4 separate regions of the Sus scrofa genome follow, and regions 2, 3 and 4 are each linked to region 1. A link is a contact called in public HiChIP or PLAC-seq data. All regions are on one chromosome and are shown on one strand. The core of a region is the stretch at or near the end of the contact, and the rest is flanking DNA. Distances in the headings are between cores, read along the strand shown. Region 1 holds the start of TPD52L2 (tumor protein D54). Region 2 holds the start of RTEL1 (regulator of telomere elongation helicase 1). Region 3 holds the start of ARFRP1 (ADP-ribosylation factor-related protein 1). Region 4 holds the start of PRPF6 (pre-mRNA-processing factor 6).

Region 1 (4,705 bases), core at 1,337-3,836:
GAGCTTTAAACACTGTCAGCACTGAAAACAGCTTCCCTTTCATCAGCACATCCTGTGAAGAAACGGGCTCCGTGTGGTGTCTGGCACGTTGCACAGTAAATTAAAACAAAAGGCACAGGAGTTCCCGTTGTAGCTCCGTGAATTAAGAATCTGACTCTGTCTCTGTGAGAGCACAGGTTCAATCCCTGGCCTTCCTCAGTGGATTAAGGATCCGGTGTTGCTGTGGCGGTGGTGTAGGCCGGCAGCTAACAGCTCTGATTTGACCCCTGGCCCAGGAATTTCCATATACCGCAAAAATAAAAGAATTAAAAAACAAAAGGCATAAGGCTGGGAAGAAGCAGAAGCGCCTTTGATGGGAGGATCTTTGGTACCCTAGAAATCTTAGAGTCTGCTAAAAATAGGTAGGTTGCACTTGAAACCCCAGTTGGCTGTGTCACTCCTTTCCCGTGGCCCCCTGCTCTTCCGTGGTGCACTACAGACGTTCACTCCAGGAAACAGGCTGCTTTCCCCACCCCACCCCCTTTTCCCAGCAGCGCTCAAGGCATATGAAGTTCCCGGGGTGGGACTGAACCCAAGCTGTAGCTGCAACATATGCCCACAGCTGCAGCCACACCAGATCTTTAACCCACTACGCTGGGCTGGAGATTAAACCTGCACCTCAGCAGTGACCTGAACCACTTCAGAGACAGTGCTGGACTGCTAACACGCTGTGCCATAGTGGGAATACCTTTTTATTTTTGTAATCAACTGATTCTGATTTTTTTTTTTTCTTTTTAGGGTGGCATATGGAAGCTCCCAGGCTAGGGGTTGAATCAGAGCCACAGCCACCAACCTACACTACAGACACAGCAATGCCAGATCCAAGCGGCAGCTTCAGCAATGTTGGATCCTTAATCCACTGAGTGAGGCCAGGGATCAAACCTGCCCCTTCATGAATACTAGTCAGATTCTTAACCTGCTGAGCCACAATGGGAACTCCCAGCTTCTGACTTTTAACTGAGATCAACCTAATTTTTTTATTTTTCTTTGCTCTTTAGGGCTGCACTTGCGGCATATGGAGGTTCCCAGTCTAGGGGTCCAAAGGGAGCTACAGCTGCTGGTCTACACCACAGCCAAAGCAACATGAGATCTGAACCACGTCCGGCAACCTATACCACAGCTCATGGCAATGCCGGATCCTTAACCCACCGAGCAAGGCCAGGGATCGAACACGCAACCTCGTGGTTCCTAGTCGGATTCGTTTCCACTGTGCTGTGACATAACTCCTTAACCTAAATGGTTTTATTTCATCATCTGTATCTGTTATACTGAACCTACTAAAATTCAGGAAATGCCTTACAATGTCTACAATTTTCCTGTTTTAAAAAAACAAATGAAAGCCCTCAGTTTCTGCCTATAAAGCTAAAACTGGAGGAGTTCCCGTCGTGGCGCAGTGGTTAACGAGGTTGTGGGTTCGATCCCTGGCCTTGCTCAGTGGGTTAAGGCGTTGCAGTGAACTGTGGTGTAGGTCGCAGACGAGGCTCGGATCCCGAGTTGCTGTGGCTCTGGCTCAGGCTCTGGCCGGTGGTTACAGCTCCAATTAGACCCCTGGCCTGGGAACCTCCACATGCCACGGAGCGGCCCTAGAAAAGGCAAAAAGACAAAAAGCAAAAAAAAAAAAAAAAAAAAAAAAAAAAAAAAAGTTTAAAAACTTACAGAATCTATCGGAATCCAGGAATGTTAATGTTTAATTACCATGCTGATACAGGCCAAACAGCAGAAAAGCATCCTACGATTACACAGTGTAGTTATGCCAACGGGATACAGGCGTCTCTCTCCAGAGTCCCAGGATGGATGGAAGACAGACTCCTATAACCTCCGCTAGATTTTTATCTCCTGGGCCCGCTCCACACCCCCAGCGGCCAGCTCAAACTGGTCTGGGATGTCTGATCCGGAAACAGGCCTGGTATGCTGGGTGTGCCCCTGACTCACTGCACCCTTCCCCGCTTGAGACAACCCCGAGGTAGGCTGGGCTCCGCGCAGCGTTGCCACCCAAGGGGCGCTACGCCGAACCCGAGGACGGCCTCCCTTCCCTTCCCCTCTCCAGGAGCCGCCCACGACACCTCGGCCCGGCTCCAGGGCCGGATGAAGTGTCCCCGAGGGCCCTGCGCAGGGACTGAGGGCGGCCCGCCGGGCAAGGCAGGGCGGGGGCATGGCGATAGGTGCCTGGAGTGAGGAAACCCAACACTCTGGGGCGAGGGGAGGGCGCCGGGAAAACAGTGTTCGGAGCGGTCCCTGTCGGGGGCGGAAGGCCCGCCTGGAGCTTCGAGGCCGGGCGCCTGGAGCTCAGGAGGAGCCGCGGGTGAGCGAGCGCGGGAGGAGGGGACCAGAGCCTGCCACGCCACACCGGGCCCATCGGCGGCGGGGGCGCCAGGCCCGCGAGTACCTTGGCCGGCGGAGTCCATGTTCAAGCGGCGGCCGGGCCGCAGCTAGTGTCGAGGCCGCGGACGCGGGCGTCGCAGGAGCCGAGCTGGCCGCACCAGGTGTCGCTCGCCGCGTACACAGCAGCCAGCAGGACCGCCTCCGCCGCGGCGGCATTACGTAATCAGCGGCGCGACGACCCACTTCCGCTTTCGGGCGCTCCGCCCTCGTCCCGCCTCCACAAGCGGTGCCCAATGAGGACGTTGTTTGGCTCAGTCCCTGTTCACCCGCTTCAACCTGATTGGCCGACGCTGCAGACGGAGCCGGGACGTGAGGCCGGCTCCACCAGCGGGACGCCCAGGTAGAATGGTCTTGAGGCGCACGGGGAAGGTGGGAGTCGGGAAGACCGTGCAACGTGGCGCCACGGGAGCCCGGAGAAAGGCCTTTCGGAGGTCTCGAGGGTGTTTGCCGCTGCTGCCTACGAGCGCCACGGCTCACGTACCCTGGCAAGCCGGACTCGGGCCGATTGAGATCCCTCCGAGGCCCGACCCTCTGACTTTGGGGTTCCGTCTTTTTCTCTGTCCGTCCTTTTTGTGGGGATTTTTTTATTGTATGGGGATTGCGCAGAAAAAGGCGTAATCATGAGTTGTCCTCTTGCCCCACAGGCGCCGCTGCGCTCTCCTGGCTGGAGGCGCCCTATTGCCGCGGGCACGCCTTTGTTCTCTCATTCCCTTTTCACAGCCACCTGGTGAGCGGGGCGAGGCCCTTTCCACTTTACGGATGAGGACACTATGGCCGGAGTTACTTGCCCATCCCTCAGCTAGTTGAATTGCTTGCAGCAGGCCGGAAAAGAGTTTGCCACACTTCTCAAAGGAGAGGTGTGTACCTGTTACACAACCTAGTCCTGCTAAAACAAGTTCCACGACTACCCTTCTCTGGCTACTTATGGCCTCTGCAAACGAATCTTTTAATGGTATTCAAACCCTTGAGAATGGGACCCTTCTGGACAGCGCACACTCTTCCAGCCAAGCCCCTCTGCATGTACTGATCCCTAGGAAGGAAGCCAATTCCTTCCTCCACCTGGCTGATTCCTCTTACTCAGCTCAAAGCTTGCCTTCTCCTCAGAGGTACTTCCTGGTACCTGAGGTACCTGCCTCTGCTCGCTCTGGCCCAGGTGCATCAAGGCCAGGTCTTGCTCAATTATTTGTCTGACCCACCTGCCTTCTTTCAGCTTTTCCAGGGTTTCTAGCTCAACCCAGCCTGGCCGGCCCATCTCCAGGGGTTGGGGACAGCCAGCAGTCCCTGCTTCATACAATTCAGGGCAAATGGTGAGGAAGTGAATGCCTTACAATGGCAGTGAGCAGAGGCTCGTCTCTCATTCTCTCTTGCCTCCCTGAGCCAGGAACAAAGCAATGAGTGCTCAGTGCAGGTGTGTCTGTAACCCCATATGGACATGCTGCTTACCAAGCCTGGTTCCAGGGTGAACCCCATCCTATAGAAGTTAGGAGTGGAGGAGTTCCCATCGTGGCTCAGTGGTTAACGAACCCGACTAGCATCCATGAGGACACGGGTTCGATCCCTGGCCTTGCTCAGTGGGTTAAGGATCTGGTGTTGCTGCAGTGTAGGTCGCAGACGTGGCTCAGATCCCACATTGCTGTGGCTCTGGCGTAGTCCAGCAGCTACAGCTCCAATTCAACCCCTAGCCTGGGAACCTCCATATGCCGCCAGTGGGACCCTAAAAGACAAAAAAAAAAAAAAAATTAGCCATGGAGTGTGTGGAGGGAACCCTATGAAGCATCAGTAGCATCACACTCCCGAGGAGGCCCAGCTGCTAAGACCTTTATAACCCTCCAGAGCCAGTGTCCTTTCCCAGTTAGGGGTGACTTGCACAGACCCTTCAGCACTCATCTCTCCTGAAGCCATCCTGCCACCTAGGTCAGGTGAAGGACACCTCCTGGAGACCCACAGCCGGTGTTCCCACCATCCTTTTGAGGTGGTCAAGGCACCCATGACACAGCATTGCCATAAACTGGGTCAGGTTAATCTTTGCCTTCCCTGTAGGAGCTGGGAGCAGACGGGGACGTCTGCAAGTGTTGGAGGGAAGAGAAAGAAGGGAAGGGGACGCCCCACTTAAGGAGAGCACCAGGTCCCTATGTCCTGCCCCACCCTCCCCTAGACCCCAGGTCGGGATCCCCAGGCAGGGCCAGCTTTACTGATTTGGAGTGGGGGCGGGAGCGGGAGTGGGGGGGCGGGGGGAGACCGACCCGCAGTTAGGTCTACAGCCTCCAGGGCAACTGGAAGTCCT
Region 2 (4,705 bases), core at 951-3,450, 120 kb after region 1:
GCGACTCTGGGGCTCCCCCTCCCCAGGCGGGGACACCACCTCTCCTGCGCCTGTGACCTGGGGCAGAACCAGCCCCCAACCCCCAGGACTCGGAGGCCAGGAGGACCCACCGGTAGGAGGTGTTGCGAAGCTCGCTGATGACCTGCGTGAGCTGGGAGTGGGTCCTGGAGGCATAAATGATCTTCGGGAGGTCCGCGTGGCATGCTGCCGGCACAGGAAGCAGGACAGGTCACGGCCACGAGACAGTGCTCTCTCTCCCTCGGGAACCCGACCCTGGTGACAGCTAAGCACCAGACGCCCGAAACTCGCGACCAGGAATGAGTCCAGCGGGGCCACAGCGTCCCGACGTGGCCGTGGGACCCTGATCCCAGGTTGCACCAGGGCGGCAGCGACCACCCCCTGGCCTCCCCTATGTGCCCACAGGGGCCAGGAAAGAGCCATCACCTGGGACGTCTCCTTCCGAGGCGACGTTCCCCCAGGACGACAGGGGGCGATCCAGAAAGAGCTCCCCACGCACCCGCTCGGCAATCCTGCGGGCGGAGACGGCATCTCGGAGATGCTCCCGCCAGGCCAGCGTGGTGCAGAGAAGGCACAGGGTCTTCCCAGTGCCGGTGGGGCTCTCCAGGACGCCGTTCACTTTCTGAATGGGGTCAGGAACAGGGTCACGGAGGCGCCACAGCAGGCGGAGCCCCGCCACCCCCACCCACCCAGCAGGGGGTATCCGAGTCACAGGAGGCTGCCGCTCAAACCAAAAGCTGTAGGTTAAGGCAGCCCCTCGTCAGCAAACACTTTGCAGAGCATCACCCGAGGGACCACAGGACTTTTCAGCTGAATATGAGTAGGAAGATGACGAAATAGGTGTCAAGTCTCAGAACACGAGCCTGATCCTGTGGGATCCCGGCATCTGCGCTACCCAAACAGGAGGCGGGAGCCTGAGTGGGGAACCCGGGCAGATACGAAGGCTCATCGGCCCTCCCAGCTACTGGAGGCATGGACACAGGGCTCCTCGACGTGGGCAGGCCCGGAACCGCGCAGAAAACCACCTGCACCCCCTCCGCCTTCCTACACACCCCTGAGGTCTAAAGACCTCCCCAAATGAGGGATGGGCATTCCTCTGTGGGCACACTCCCTCCAGATCCTCAAATGGCCTGGGCATCCTCCGAGAGGCCCCCGGGGTGCCCTCAGGTCTTGACTTCACAGCACGCATCACCATCAAGAATTATCTTTGTTACTTGTTTAGTATGTCTCCTACCGCACCTAAAACGCAGGCCCTGTTTCTGGCTGAGTGTCATGTCCAGAGGGCACCTTCACCAGGAGGACCTGGCCAAAGTAGGACGACCCATCCCCAGGTACAAGGCCGAGTGTGCAGCCTCACCTTCTGGAGACACTCCAAGACCTTGCTCATGTACTCCTCTTGGCATCTGTACGGCTGGAAAGGGAAATCCACGGTCACCCCGCTCAGGGTTATCTTGGGCATGACGGCCTATTCTCAGAGGGCACACAGGCTGGCTGAAACGCAGGCTGTGTGGGTCTGTGAGGCAAAGCCCACTCTGCGCATCTCAAGGTCTCAGCCAGCCCCTGTGAGCGATGACAGCCTGCGGTGCTGGGATACGATGCTTTTCTCCACGGAAGCCTCTGTGGCAGAGCTGGAATAACAGCAAGACCATTTAGGGAGAGCCTTTCCGGAGCCAGGTGCTCCCGGCAGCGCCTGCCACGGAAAGGCCTGAAGGGGAGCCTCTGACATCCTACCACGCGGAGCCCGGAGAGGTGTCAGCCCTGCCGTGATCTCCCGCCCCACCCGCTCCAGGACAGGCGGCAGGACCCAGGGCCAGGTGCAGCTTCACCTGCAAGAACGCTGCCTTTACCTCCACCAGCGATGGAGGGGCCAGTTCTAGCAGCGTCCCTCCCGGGCCCAGGCGGGTACGAATCTCCCGCCCGAGTCTCCCAGCCTTTTGTTCGCCCAGCCGGCCCGAGGCCACGCCCCAACCCTCCCAGATGGGCCCCGGGTGCAGCGAGAGAGCACACGAGCTGCTCTGACCTGGGACGCCCCACAAGCCACTCCACGTCCCTAGGCCGAGTATTGCTTGGACACTGGGACTATGAGCCCGCGTCCCTAAGCACTTGGCCACGGCCTCTCCCGCGGGGCTGGCCCACTCCGCCAGCGCAGAGCCAGGCACTACGCGCCCCACAATGCAGCGCGGCAGAATCGCCCGCGCGCGACCCGAGGGCGGCGCGGGGCATGCCGGGAGTTGCAGTTGCGGAAGCCGCCACTCGGACACGGGTGCCAGTGCCAGGGTCTCCGCGGGGAGCCTCCCGCCACTGGGGTCCCCAGGAATTTAATCCAGTCCGGCCGACATACCAAGACCTCGTCTTCGACCCGCAGCCGGTCCGACTTTGCAAGCTGAGGCGTGCAGTGGTCCTAGAAGCACCAAACTTCCGCCCCCAATTCCGGTCCGCCGCGCGGTCCTCCGGGCGGAAACCGCTCCCCTGCTGGAAGGTCCGCCGGCTTCCAGCGCGCTGCGCTCCAGGCCCCACCCGCCTCGTCTGTGGACCCCGAGTGCGGGGACCTGCACCTCCTCACCCTCCGGCAGCAACCTGGGGCTCTGTCCTCTCCTCTCTCGGTGTCACCCGTGCCTCCGTTCCCTGGGCCAAGCCCCCTCGAATAACTACCCAGACGACCGCACAAGCCATGTAACTGTTTTTCTGTGTCCCCCCCGCCCCCCTTTTCTCGAAATAACCAGAGATCTTTTTAAGACTTGAATCTGGGAACTGTGGCGCAGGAGAAATGAATTCAGCTAGTGTCCATGAGGATGCAGGTTCAATCCCTGGCCTCGCTCGGGTGTGTTAAGGATGCTGCATTGCCATGAGCTGTGGTGTAGGCACACAGCAGCTCCCATTTGACCCCTAGCCTGGGAACCTCCATGGCCATAAAATAAAATAAAATATAAAATAAAATTAAAAAATAAATAAAATAAACAAACGAATAAATAAATAAAATAAAATACTCGAGTATGAGCTGACCACCACTTAAATTTCGCAAATGGCTGCCCCTTGCTCATGACCCTGTGAGGCCCTGACTCATGACTCCTCTCCCTACTGTCCTCTGGGCACAGCGGCTTTCACAGCCAATGTTTCCCATTGCTCAGGGCGGACCCTCTGAACCCCCAGCACCTAGCACAACGTGGCAGTCAACAAGGAGGTTCCAGGGCTCCACACATTTTTTTTGGGGGGGGGGTTTTGCTTTGCTTTTTAGGGCTGCACCTGCAGCACATGTAAGTTCCCAAGTGAGGGGTCCAATCCAAGCTGCAGCTGCCGGGCTACGCCACAGCTACACCAGATCTGAGCTGCATCTGTGACCCCCACCACAGTTCACCTCGAGGCCAGGGAAGGACCCCACGTCCTCATGGATACTAGTTGGATTCAGATTGCATTTGTTTCCACGGCACCACTATGGGAACTCCCCCAACGCAGTTCCGTGTGGGGTTTATCTAGACAACCCCAGCATGTCCCAAAAAAGCACCCAGAAGAAATGGATGCTGCAGTGACGGCCCACAGTCATCTGGTAATGCTGACTTTAGAGTGGCTTGTGGCTGTGTAATGTCGGGTGTTTTTCTGCCAATGGTTCCTTTTTGCTACATGTGTGTCCAGGCTGATGTGTGTGAGATCCTGCTTAGGGGAGCACCTGGCATCCACCCTCACCCACCTGTTCCAGTGAGAGGACGATATGTAGAGCGTCTATCTCAGCAGGAAGCGTGGAGAAGATGCGGAGACGAGCCACACACTTGCTGCCTGCCCACCAGGCACACGTTTCAGGACCACCTAGGCAGGCGTTCGCATGTTTGCCCTTCCCACGAGCCCCTGAGATCACTGCCCTTAGGATCCACTCCTTACAGGTGAGGACACGAAGCACAGGGCAGGTGGTGAGGATTTGCCCAAAGACAGCAGCAGGTCCAGAACCTGGAGTCCCCTCTTCACCTCCACACCCCCCTCTTCTAAGAGCAGTAGCATCCCCCCCGCCAAAGCCCAAGGGAGGGAAGGCCAGGACCCGGAGGCTCGGTGAACCCCCAGGCCAGAGCCGGAGCTAAGGACTGGTCACATGTGGTGCATGCAGACAGCCCAGCCTCCCATAAACCATGGCACATAAATGCTGTTGTCCTGGGCCCTGAGAGGTGAGAGAAAAGGGACACGGGCTGGCCAGAGCAAGCCCCGCTCAGCAGGCACACTGATCTCCTGAATAGAGCATCTTCTCTGGCCGGCTCTGAGGACCCCCCGCGGTGGACAAAACACCACGTGGACCTCACCACAGTGTTTACGTACACACCCGCTGAGCCTGCTCCGGGCTGACTCTGATCCTTGGGACGCATTCTCTCTCACCTTTCTGAGCCCTTGCCTCTCTGCAAATTTCCGAAGTTTCCCAGAGTTCTGTCCCTGGCTTGAGGACTTAATTGCTTGTGGAGTAAGCACTTCTTCTTCTTCTTTTTTTTTTTTTTTTTTAAGGCCACACCTGCAGCACATGGAGATTACCAGGCTAGGGGGCCAATAGGAGCTACAGCTGCTGGCCTACACCACAGCCACAGCTACTCCAGATCTGAGCCGCGTCTGCGACCTACGCCACAGCTCAAGGCAACACCGGATCCTTCACCCACTGAGCGAGGCCAAGGGTTGAACCTGCAACTCCGTGGTTCCCGGCCGGATTCATTTCCGC
Region 3 (4,705 bases), core at 1,350-3,849, 91 kb after region 1:
AATGCAGACCCGGTGGAGGCGGTGGCGCCTGCAGGCTGCGTGGGACGAGCCTAGAGCTGACACCGCAGGCCGCTCCTGTGAGGCCAAGCGACCACCGAGGCCACGGGACCCACGGCATCTGTGCCAGGCGAGGTGCTGTGTGTGAAACAGCGCCTGCCCAGAGGGAGCAGCACGTGGACGCGCAGACCCTCCCGAGGGACCAGGGGCAGACAAGATGCGGGCGCTTACTCCTCTGCCCCCTGCCCTGTCTGCTGGGGACACGCATGTGCAGGGCTCAGGGAGGCTTACGATTTGTGCCCTTTTCTTTACGTCCAGTCCACGTTCACAGGGCTTCGAGGACAAAGGAAAAGGGGGAAGCGTGCCGAATGCCTCTGGGCCCAGAAGGAAGCCACGAAGACATAAGAGAACCGAACGACTAGAGAGAGTCACGCGGGACTCTCGGCCACAAGAGGAAATTGCCTTGTAGCCATCTCCGTGACTCCTTTGCAAGGATGAAGTGAAGCGTCAGGTTAAAAGTTTCACGCTTAAAGAAACGACAACATAGCCACAGCGACTGAGGAGACTGGGGTGTGAAAACGTTATTGTCTTAAGCTTGGTAGGCGTGACAATGACACTTTCTTACGTCCTTAGAAGGCCTTCAGCAGTGAGATGAGTGCATCCTGAAGAACACGGACATGAAAACCCCGGTAAGTTCCACAATTTGCTTTTTTTTTTTTTTTTTTTTTTTTGTCTTTTTGCCTTTTCTAGGGCCGCTCCCCGCAGCATATGGAGGTTCCCAGGCTAGGGGTCGAATCGGAGCTGTAGCCACCAGCCTACGCCAGAGCCACAGCAACGGGGGATCCGAGGCGCGTCTGTGACCTACACCACAGCTCACGGCAACGCCAGATCCTAAACCCAGTGAGCAAGGCCAGGGATCGAACCTGCAGCCTCATGCTTCCTAGTCGGATTCGTTAACCACTGCGCCACGACGGAACTCCTCTACAATCTGCTTTAAAAGTCTAGGAACAGGTGAAACAAGATTGGCAAAATACTGACAGTCCACAAAACCCCAGAAGTGGGGGGGTGGACGGTTGTTCTACCTCCTTCAATGTCCTGGATGCTTGACAATTCCCATAACATAAACAATCTTCAGAAGTCTCCCTTTGAAGAATAAAAACTAGTGCCGGGGGGGGGGGGGGGGGGGGCCCCATTCTTTTCATCATCCGCACCTCCTGATGTACCCCGAAAATCCGAGCAAACAGCTGGAGGAGAGCATCTGCTGCAAGAACCCCCTGGCCCCCAAAGAGCTCTTCTTCTCAGCACCCTGCTGGGCGACGAAGGACAAAACTCCAAAACACAGCGGGCCAACCCCAACCCTGAGCGCAAGCCCCCCACCCCAGAGGCCGCAACCCCAGAGGCCGCAGGGGGAGGCAAGGCTTTACCTGCAGTTCTCCTGGAAACGGCACTTCCCCTCCAGGAAGAAGGGGCAGGGCTTCAGGGACTTGTGAGTGGGATACAGATAGAGCACTCTCACGCCCGGGGCGCCGTCCTCCGCCTGCTCTGTGCCCACGATCATGGCGTTGTGATACTCCAGGGTGCCCCACGGGCTGTAGTAGGGGGCGTTCACCTTCCTCCCACTCAGCTCGGCCGCGTCTTCCTCGTCCTCCCCCTCTTCCTCCTCTCCAGGCTCCGAGGGGTCTGGCCCTGCCTCGTCCTTAGGAACAGTCTCCAATTCGGCCCGGGGCGCTGCTGGCACCTCCACCACCTCGGCGATGGCCTTCTGGAAAGCCACGTACTCCGCATCTTCCGGGGCTGGGTGCTCTCCGTCCAGCGTGGCCAGCAGCTTGCTCTTCCTGACGGACACCAGGCTGGCCTCTGTGAGCTCGATCAGCTCCTTCAGGTCCCCCTGCAGCTGGCGCAGGTCCGCCAGCTCCGAGGGATCCAGGCCGGCGCCCAGGGCCAGTTCCACCTGCCGCAACTGCGCGTCATAAGTCCGGAGGGCGGCCTGCAGGCTCTCCTCGTCCATCCTGCCAGGAGGGGCTGGTTGTTCGGCCAGGCCGCGGGGTTGGGGTGGGTGTTCTGGGTCCTCCCAGGGGAGGCGTGGGGGCCACAGCTGCGGGGAAGAGAAGCCAAATGAGCCTGGGACGGGCCACCGCTGCGAGGCTGGCCCTGGGCGGACAGCCCGCGGAACCGTGAGCTGCCCCCCTCCCGTCTGGGCCAAGAGAGGTTTCCAGCTCCGATCCGGCGAGCCAGAGCCGGCTCTCGGCCTTGGCCCCACAGCCGCAGCTCCCTTCTCAGGCGCCCCGGGGCGCTGCCGTAGGCTCTTCCGAGGTCTCCGCGCCTCAGCCGGGTGCCCCGGCCCACGCCCCGCGCACCCCCGCCCCGGCTCAGCCCGTCACCTCGCCACGCCCCAGACCCTCTCGCTCCGGCCGGGCCCTCCTCCGCACGGTCTCCCGGCCGCCGCCACAGACGGCCCGGCGGCCTCGGCGGCCCCAGCGGCCCCGCGCCCCGCTTCCGCCCTCGCAGCCGACAGGCACTTCCGCCCTCGCGCCGCCACCGCCGGAAGTGCTTGGCGCGGGGGCCGCCGGGACGGTTCCGCCCCTCCCCGAGTGGCCGGCCCGCGTCCCGTCGGGCGTCGCGCGGGGTCACCGCGGGGTCGGCGCGGGGTCGGAGGGTCAGGCGCCGCAGCTCCGGTGCCCTGGCGGCTCCCCCACTCCGGCGTCTCCCCGGCTTCGCGGCCCGGGCGAGCGGGCGGGCGGGCGCAGGTAGGCCGGGGCGGGCGGGCGGAGCCGCACGGCCACTCGGGGCCGCCGCCCGCCCCCACGCGCCCTCCTCTGAGGGGCGCCTGCGGCCGTCTTGGCCCAGGGCCGTCGAGGAGACCTGGGCGGAGCGAAGCCCGGAGGGAGGCCGGACGTGGGAGCGAGGGTGCCGGCAGCGCCGGCCGGGTCGGGAGCAGCTGCGGAGGCGCCGGCGGCAGTGCCGGGCAGAGAGGAGGCGGGTCGGCAGGGCCCGGGGCTCCAGGTCTGAGCGGACAGCAGGCCGACAGACCCTTCTGCCGCTCGGGGAGGCGGGGTGCGGGTCGGATCGCCGGTGACCGATCGCTGGTCTCCGCGCAGGATGTACACGCTGCTGTCCGGCCTGTATAAGTACATGTTTCAAAAGGACGAGTACTGCATCCTGATCCTGGGTCTGGACAATGCCGGGAAAACGGTACGTGCCGTCAGCGCCCCGCGCCCCCCGCCCCGAACGTGGTACTTTTGGTATCACGCATTTAGCTGCGTGTTGTCCAAAGATCCCAGCCCCCTCTAAGACCGGGGGACGGCTGGCACCGGCTGCCTTGATAGCAAAACGGTGTGCTGTTTTGCTTTGTCTTAAAGGAATAGGCCCAAGGAGGGAAACTTGAGAAACAGGCCGGAAAACCATTCCAGCTCCTCTCTCCTGCCTCTCTCTCCCTCTCCCCGCAGACCTTCTTGGAGCAGTCAAAAACCCGCTTCAACAAGAACTACAAGGGGATGAGTCTGTCCAAAATCACCACCACCGTGGGTCTAAACAGTAAGGGGGTTTCTTGAGGGCTGCGGGCTTGGCGGGCAGACCCCTGAGGGTGCTGTGATGGCCACAGGCCTGCAGGCAGGCAGAGCACCAGAGAGCCCCTCCCCAGGAGGGCTGGGAGGTGGGGTGTCAGGGACCAAGGCCACAGCCTCTCCTGTTTTCTTCTCGCCCAGTCGGCACAGTGGACGTGGGCAAGGCTCGCCTCATGTTCTGGGACCTAGGGGGGCAGGAAGAGCTGCAGTCTTTGTGGGACAAGGTAAGAGGGGGGTGGCCACACAGGCTCCCGGCCTGCCTCTCGCACCGTCCCTCCCGGGCCACCTTGGTCTCTCCCTGCCTTTCCTGGGCTCACCTTCTCTCCTTGCGGTCAGCAGCTTGGCTCCTGAGCCGCCCTGTGCTGTCCCAGTGCCCAGGGCGCTGTCCCAAGAACAGGGACATGCTGGGTTCCAGGCTTAGCGATGTTATGGCTACTCACCACAGGACGAAACAGAGGATGGCCGAGGGGCAGACGTGGGGAAGACACAGCGCCAGTGTGGTGCTCGGCCTCAGCGCCGGGGCCTGAGTTGCCATGTGTTCCGGCTCAGGACCTGTGCTCCCGCAGGGGACGTGTCCTCCAAGGCCCACAGCAGCCACCTCCGCTTTTGATGGAGGTCTGAGTCCTTCCTCCGACCTCCACATGGGGCTCTCCTCCCCACACAGCCCAAGGCCAAGTCAGTGGGTCCAGCAGAGAGGACAGAATGGGCCTCTTCCCTCAGCCCCGCCCAGGGGACGCCCACCCAGGGTGTGGCGCAGCCCAGTGCTGGGGCGCAGACGCGCCCATCCCAACACTGGCTGGTGGCCGGGTGCTCAGGACCTGATTTCTGGTTTGACGCTCGCAGCAGGTGCCCAGTCACTTTTTCCTCGTCCCCCAAAGGTGTCCTCCCTAGCCTGCCTTCCATCCAAGTGGGCGGTTTCTGTCTCGTGGTCAGAACGTCACTGACAGGTCCTCTGAGGCCATTTAAGTGGGACAAAGGCAGAGTCAAGCCAGGGGCTGTTTGTTCAAGTCCTCGACCCACATGGGAGCAAAACTGGTCCTGAAGTTCCGTCACAGGCTGGAGTCTCCGGAGCAGAGGCTACCTTGGGGATTGGGGTGCAGGATATCCTGGGGATCAGCACCAGGGGGCGCTGGGGACTCGGGACT
Region 4 (4,705 bases), core at 1,067-3,566, 82 kb before region 1:
GAAGCCTAGCCTGGGAACCTCCATATGCCGTGGGTGTGGCCCTAAAAAGGACAGAAGAGACAAAAAAAAGAAAAAGAAAAGAGACCAGCCAAGACAACACGCCAGTGTAACAACTCTAACACTTGCAAAGGCATCAAGTGCACAGTTGTTTGCATTTTTCACATGCCCCTCACTGCTGGCACTATCCCACGAGTAGCTGACATAAGAGCACCCGCCACCCCAAGCCACTCATCACAGATGCCAAGAGCACACTGCTGAAGCTGGGCGGCCCTTCTGGACACTGGCCAGGGAGCCCCAGTCACCTCATCATAGTTGGTGTCATTCAGATCCTCATCGTCGTCATCTGCGGCCTGGCTCTTCTTCATCTGGTCCCCGACGGTCCTCTTGCCCGGGGGCGCGTGGCGGTCATCCACGGGATCATTGGCATCCCGGGCAGGCCCAATGTCTGACCGGGTGGTGAAGCCAGTGGCACTGCAGGAGACCCCAAGACGCCCACTTATCTGAGTGGCCTTGTTTCTGTGCTTTTCCCTCCACAGGCGTCACCTGATGACACCTACTTTTCCAACTGCTCTGGGAAACCTCCAAAGATCCCGTGAACTCCCCACAGTGCCGTGTGTGCAGGGAACCCCACACAGCCGTGCTCTCCAACGTCGCCGTCCGTCCGCTTCAGGACAGGAAGCTGAGGAGGCTACCAAGGCTCTCTCCTGCCACCCCCGTTCTCCGGGAGAGGGCTTCGCCAGGGCACCAGCCTCCCATTCCCAACACCTGCTAGGCATCTCCCTCTCCCACTCCACCCGGGCCTTCCAACGCAGCTCGGCCCAGGCAGAGCTCCCCTTCCGCACCGGCCCTGCAGCGGCAGCTCTGGGCTGTTTCAGCGGGTGGTGGCAGTGCCGTCCCAGGCACCATGGCATTGGCTCGGCCTCCCTCTCCCTCCCACCCGCCTCCAAGCTCTACAGGGTCTCCCCCCAGAACCCATGCTCCTGAGACCATGACTCCCATCCCATCTCGTTAGGAAGCAAGCTACCCCCCTGCATGGAGCTTCCCTAGCTTCAACACAGCTCCGACCGCAGCCTCTACGCAGCAAGGCTCTCATTCAGATTTGAAGGAGGAAACGAAAGCTTTACAGGCAAGCAAAAGCTAAGAGAATTCAGCACCACTAAACCAGCTTTACAACGAATACTAAAGGAACCTCTCTAGGTAGAAGGAGACCATAACCAGAAACAAAACTATGACGAGTGACGGGGCTCACCGGCAAAGACAAACACGTGAGAAAGGGAGAAGGTCAGCCACACACAAACAGGCCACCAAACCCAGAAATCGGGAGCAGAGGAGGGTACAAAGGCAGGATGCTGGGGATGCACTGGCAATGAAGAGACCAACAGCTTACAACAACCCTGTGTATACAAAGACTCCTATATCAAAACTTCACGGTAACTGCAAACCAAAAATCTACAAGAGATACACACAGAAATAAGAAAAAGCAACCCAAAAACAACACTGAAGACAGTCATCAAACCACAAAAGAAGATAATAACTGCTCAATTCCTCAGCAATAAACGGCCGTCATCTGATCTAGGGGACCCAGTCACAAGCCTCACAGATGCCACCCCTGCCCGCGGAGAGCTGACTCTGAACAGGCAGTACTGTGACCACCGACACCGCAGCGGAAGAACGAGCAACCCTGAGCGAGCACACAGAGGACCCCGGCCGGACGGTGGGGGAATCAGTCCCGTTCAAGGCAGGGGTTGGGGGGGGGCGATGCCTGGCCTGGGGGGTAGTAGCCACGGTGCTCAACTACAAGCACTGCACACTCGCAAGACGGCGTTACCACCCGCCTCTCAGCACAAACACCGGGCTCAGAGCGCCCCGGTGTCCCGTCTCCTGGGGAGGCAGCCTCGCTCGGGTCTGTCCGAACCCAGGACGCCGTTCTTCCCACAAAGACCTGGCCAACCCTGCGCCACCGCTGCTCTCGTCCTCCCCGCCCCGACCCGCCGCCTCACTGAGACGTGTGGGCAGTCGCGACGCGACCACGGTCCCGCCCGGGGCTCCACCCCAGCGCGCGGCCCGCCCCAGGCCTCACCCCCGGCCCAGCCCGGGCACGTAGCCGAGCGGAGCGGGCATGCCCAAGAACGGCTTCTTCTTCTTGTTCATCGCGGCTGTGACGCCGACGGCCGGGAAGGGAAAGGACGGAGGCTGCGGCCGGAGGCCAAAGACGACAGACGACCGAAGCGCCGCCGCAGGAAGAGCTCGCGCGCCCGCGTCACCCGCGCCCCGGAAGCAGAGCGCGCGAACCGACAGATCCCCGCCCACCTCGGCGGCCCCGACCGGAAGTTCCCTAAAGGCGACTTCCGCCCGCTTCCGGCGGCTCCTTGACTCCGAGACCGAGACGCGATAGGCGCATGCGCGGGGGGCGCCTGCTCGTGTAGCTGCGGGCGGGCGGGCGGTGTCACCCTCGATTAGCCCTCGATTAGCAGTCTGCACACGGGGGAACCTCAAACCTTGAGCCGGGGCGGCCCTGCTAACTGCGTGTACTCGATGCATTTCCGATACCTGCCTGTATGGGCAGGACCTATGGGTCCCCCGCCTCCCGGATCCGCCCTCCCTGCCCCCCGCCCAGTCGCCCTGGCCCCGGGGCAGGGCCTAACACAGCTCCGGGGGCTGCACACCCAGCCAGTTGTGTAGAGCTTATGCGGAGTGTATGTGTTGTGATCGCGTGTCCCCGGGTGCAGACTGCTTCCCTGGCTCTCCGCGCTCAGATTTCTGGACCCGATCCGGCAGCGCCGGTACCTGTACAGGCCCCCACCCCCACCATACCCTGAACATTCAGGTGCTTCTGGTGAGGGTGGGAGCCCAGATCCTAGGGAGCTAATTGATGAGCATAAATAAATGCACCAGGACAAGTTAGTATGCGGGCATGAGTGGTCACAGCATGTGGGTGAATTCCGTGTGTCCGTGGGCACAGGTGCAAGTCAAGCCACCTGTGCTCATATTTTAGGTGAATATGCATGACCGTCCTTGGCATACATGTCTGTGTGTCCATGTGCACGTTTGCTGAGGTGGCTGTGGGACATCCTCTGGCCCCCACATTCACCTGGGGAGAGCCCTCAGGCTCTAGGCAAAGCAAGCAAAAAGCTGGCCACATGTTTAGCCTTCTGCTGGACCAGGCAGCCCCCAGCCCACCCTAACCTTTCTCACTGGGGTCCTGGAGCAAACATAGCTCTCCTGCCTGCTGCAGCCTTCTCAGAGTTTCTCCCTCCTCCTTGCCCCCAGCCGAATCCCTTTCAGCACCACGCCCTGGACGCTGAGTCAGATTCTGGGTCTCCAGAGGGGAGGGGAGAGACCCTGCTGTCCTCCAGAAGTTTGCGGTGTTGTGGGGAATAAGAAAGGGTCGAACTGACTTCTCTGGGGAAACGAGTGCCCGTTGGACAGGGAGACCACTGGAGAGGTCTGGAGATGACGTGAATAAAGGAATAAGTAAACTGACATAGGAGAATGGGTTAGGTCTGGCCCTTGACCTGGCCCCCAGTGGACAGAAGCTCCCCGGAGCAGGTACACTACCCTCTCCCCTCCACACACGCACTCTTATGTCCCTGACTCAGATGCTCCTGCAGACCTCTGGATCTCCTGCCGGTGCACAGAGTCCCTTGTCCTTGCACGCCCAGGTGCGCACTGCCGGCCCGTGCCCTGGCAGGCACCGTTCGCATACGCAGATCCGCGCGCCGCCGACACACCTCCGAGTTCCCGGAGCGCGCCCGGCTCTCAGGGCTCAGCGGCAGGTGCCTCGCCGCGCAGACTCGCCGGGCGCGGGGACCGGCTCGGGCGCGGGGCCGGTTGGGGCGGGGCGGCGGCGCGCGTTCCCCGCCGGCCACACGGGCCGCCCTGCGCCCGGCGAGGGGCGTGTGCACAGGCGGGGGACCCGCGGGCCCCATGTTCACGGAGCTGAGGACCAAGCTGAGCCCCCCGCGAGGCCGCTCCGGGGCTGTGCGCGCCGGCTTCGGGGAGCGCCGGGATGTGGACGGTGAGCGGGCTGGACCGGGGCGCGGGAGTATCGGGGTCTGGGGGCTCGAGGACCGAGAGGGACAGGGGCGGGTCCTGGCGGACTCCGAATGGCAGCCGCACTCGGAGTGGGGGGCGCGCCCTGGTCGAACAGGGTCTCGGGTGTCTTTGTCCTGTGCCGGGGCGGGGGTGGGGTGGGGGCGGGCAGTCAGGCCTTGGGAATCAGCGCGCCTTGGTTTGGGAGAGGTGACCCGCTCGGGCTCCTGTCCCCAGGCGAGTAGCACCCCTTTGATCACCTTCTCCTTTGCGCGGAGAAAACCTTCCCCAGCCCCAGCAGTGGGGCCGAGGGGTGGCCGAGACCACAGCGGGACTCAGGCGCCCCCTCCCCATTTTCCTACTGGAAATCTGACATTGGGGCTAGAAGGCGGGACGCACCGATGGACGGACGAAGAGCCCTCCCCCCGGCGCGGACAGGAAATGGGCGGGGCCAAACTGGCCCGGGACAGGTGGCAGAGGCCTCCCACTAGTCCTACCGCCCCTGGCCGGCCTGCGCTGCGAGGCCCAGCGACCCAAAGCCCTGGGACCCCTGCAGGCCCCTGTTCCCTGGGAGGTGCCAGTCTTCTTCCCCCACAGTAGTTACTGCAAGGCACCTCCAGCGGCCACACCCTCTCTCTGACCCCAGGCCTCAAATTTAGAGTCGCCTGTGGCC

What was found. HiChIP or PLAC-seq counts read pairs in DNA pulled down with a chosen protein or histone mark.
Region 2: a contact with region 1 is called in an H3K27ac HiChIP or PLAC-seq map of alveolar macrophages. The contact joins the promoter of RTEL1 here to the promoter of TPD52L2 in region 1. A contact is called at or near these places in 4 of 47 Hi-C or Micro-C datasets (embryonic fibroblasts, heart right ventricle, mesenteric adipose tissue and 1 more) and 2 of 2 datasets of contacts at active chromatin or transcription factors (alveolar macrophages and skeletal muscle).
Region 3: a contact with region 1 is called in an H3K27ac HiChIP or PLAC-seq map of alveolar macrophages. The contact joins the promoter of ARFRP1 here to the promoter of TPD52L2 in region 1. A contact is called at or near these places in 2 of 5 promoter capture datasets (fetal liver and liver), 5 of 47 Hi-C or Micro-C datasets (blood, embryonic fibroblasts, liver and 1 more) and 2 of 2 datasets of contacts at active chromatin or transcription factors (alveolar macrophages and skeletal muscle).
Region 4: a contact with region 1 is called in an H3K27ac HiChIP or PLAC-seq map of alveolar macrophages. The contact joins the promoter of PRPF6 here to the promoter of TPD52L2 in region 1. A contact is called at or near these places in 1 of 5 promoter capture datasets (liver), 4 of 47 Hi-C or Micro-C datasets (blood, heart right ventricle, liver and 1 more) and 1 of 2 datasets of contacts at active chromatin or transcription factors (alveolar macrophages).

The regions. Positions count from the first base shown.
Region 1 is chr17:62,731,446-62,736,150 of Sscrofa11.1, reverse strand. It overlaps TPD52L2 (tumor protein D54), which reads right to left and starts at 2,586. Exons shown (of 8, transcript XM_021077604.1): 1 at 2,426-2,586. The coding sequence starts at 2,444. It overlaps ABHD16B (protein ABHD16B), which reads right to left. Exons shown (of 1, transcript XM_021078034.1): 1 at 4,091-4,705. The coding sequence ends at 4,677.
Region 2 is chr17:62,609,648-62,614,352 of Sscrofa11.1, reverse strand. RTEL1 (regulator of telomere elongation helicase 1) reads right to left here and starts at 2,200. Exons shown (of 38, transcript XM_021078364.1): 1 at 2,039-2,200; 2 at 1,376-1,646; 3 at 445-640; 4 at 111-204. The coding sequence starts at 1,477. It overlaps STMN3 (stathmin-3), which reads left to right and starts at 4,502. Exons shown (of 5, transcript XM_021077837.1): 1 at 4,502-4,705.
Region 3 is chr17:62,640,379-62,645,083 of Sscrofa11.1, reverse strand. It overlaps ARFRP1 (ADP-ribosylation factor-related protein 1), which reads left to right and starts at 2,599. Exons shown (of 8, transcript XM_021078377.1): 1 at 2,599-2,744; 2 at 3,096-3,189; 3 at 3,444-3,531; 4 at 3,702-3,784. The coding sequence starts at 3,097. It overlaps ZGPAT (zinc finger CCCH-type with G patch domain-containing protein), which reads right to left and starts at 4,096. Exons shown (of 7, transcript XM_021078374.1): 1 at 4,001-4,096; 2 at 1,422-2,092. The coding sequence starts at 2,005.
Region 4 is chr17:62,813,120-62,817,824 of Sscrofa11.1, reverse strand. PRPF6 (pre-mRNA-processing factor 6) reads right to left here and starts at 2,316. Exons shown (of 21, transcript XM_021077613.1): 1 at 2,081-2,316; 2 at 303-471. The coding sequence starts at 2,151. It overlaps SAMD10 (sterile alpha motif domain-containing protein 10), which reads left to right and starts at 3,832. Exons shown (of 5, transcript XM_021077668.1): 1 at 3,832-4,018. The coding sequence starts at 3,928.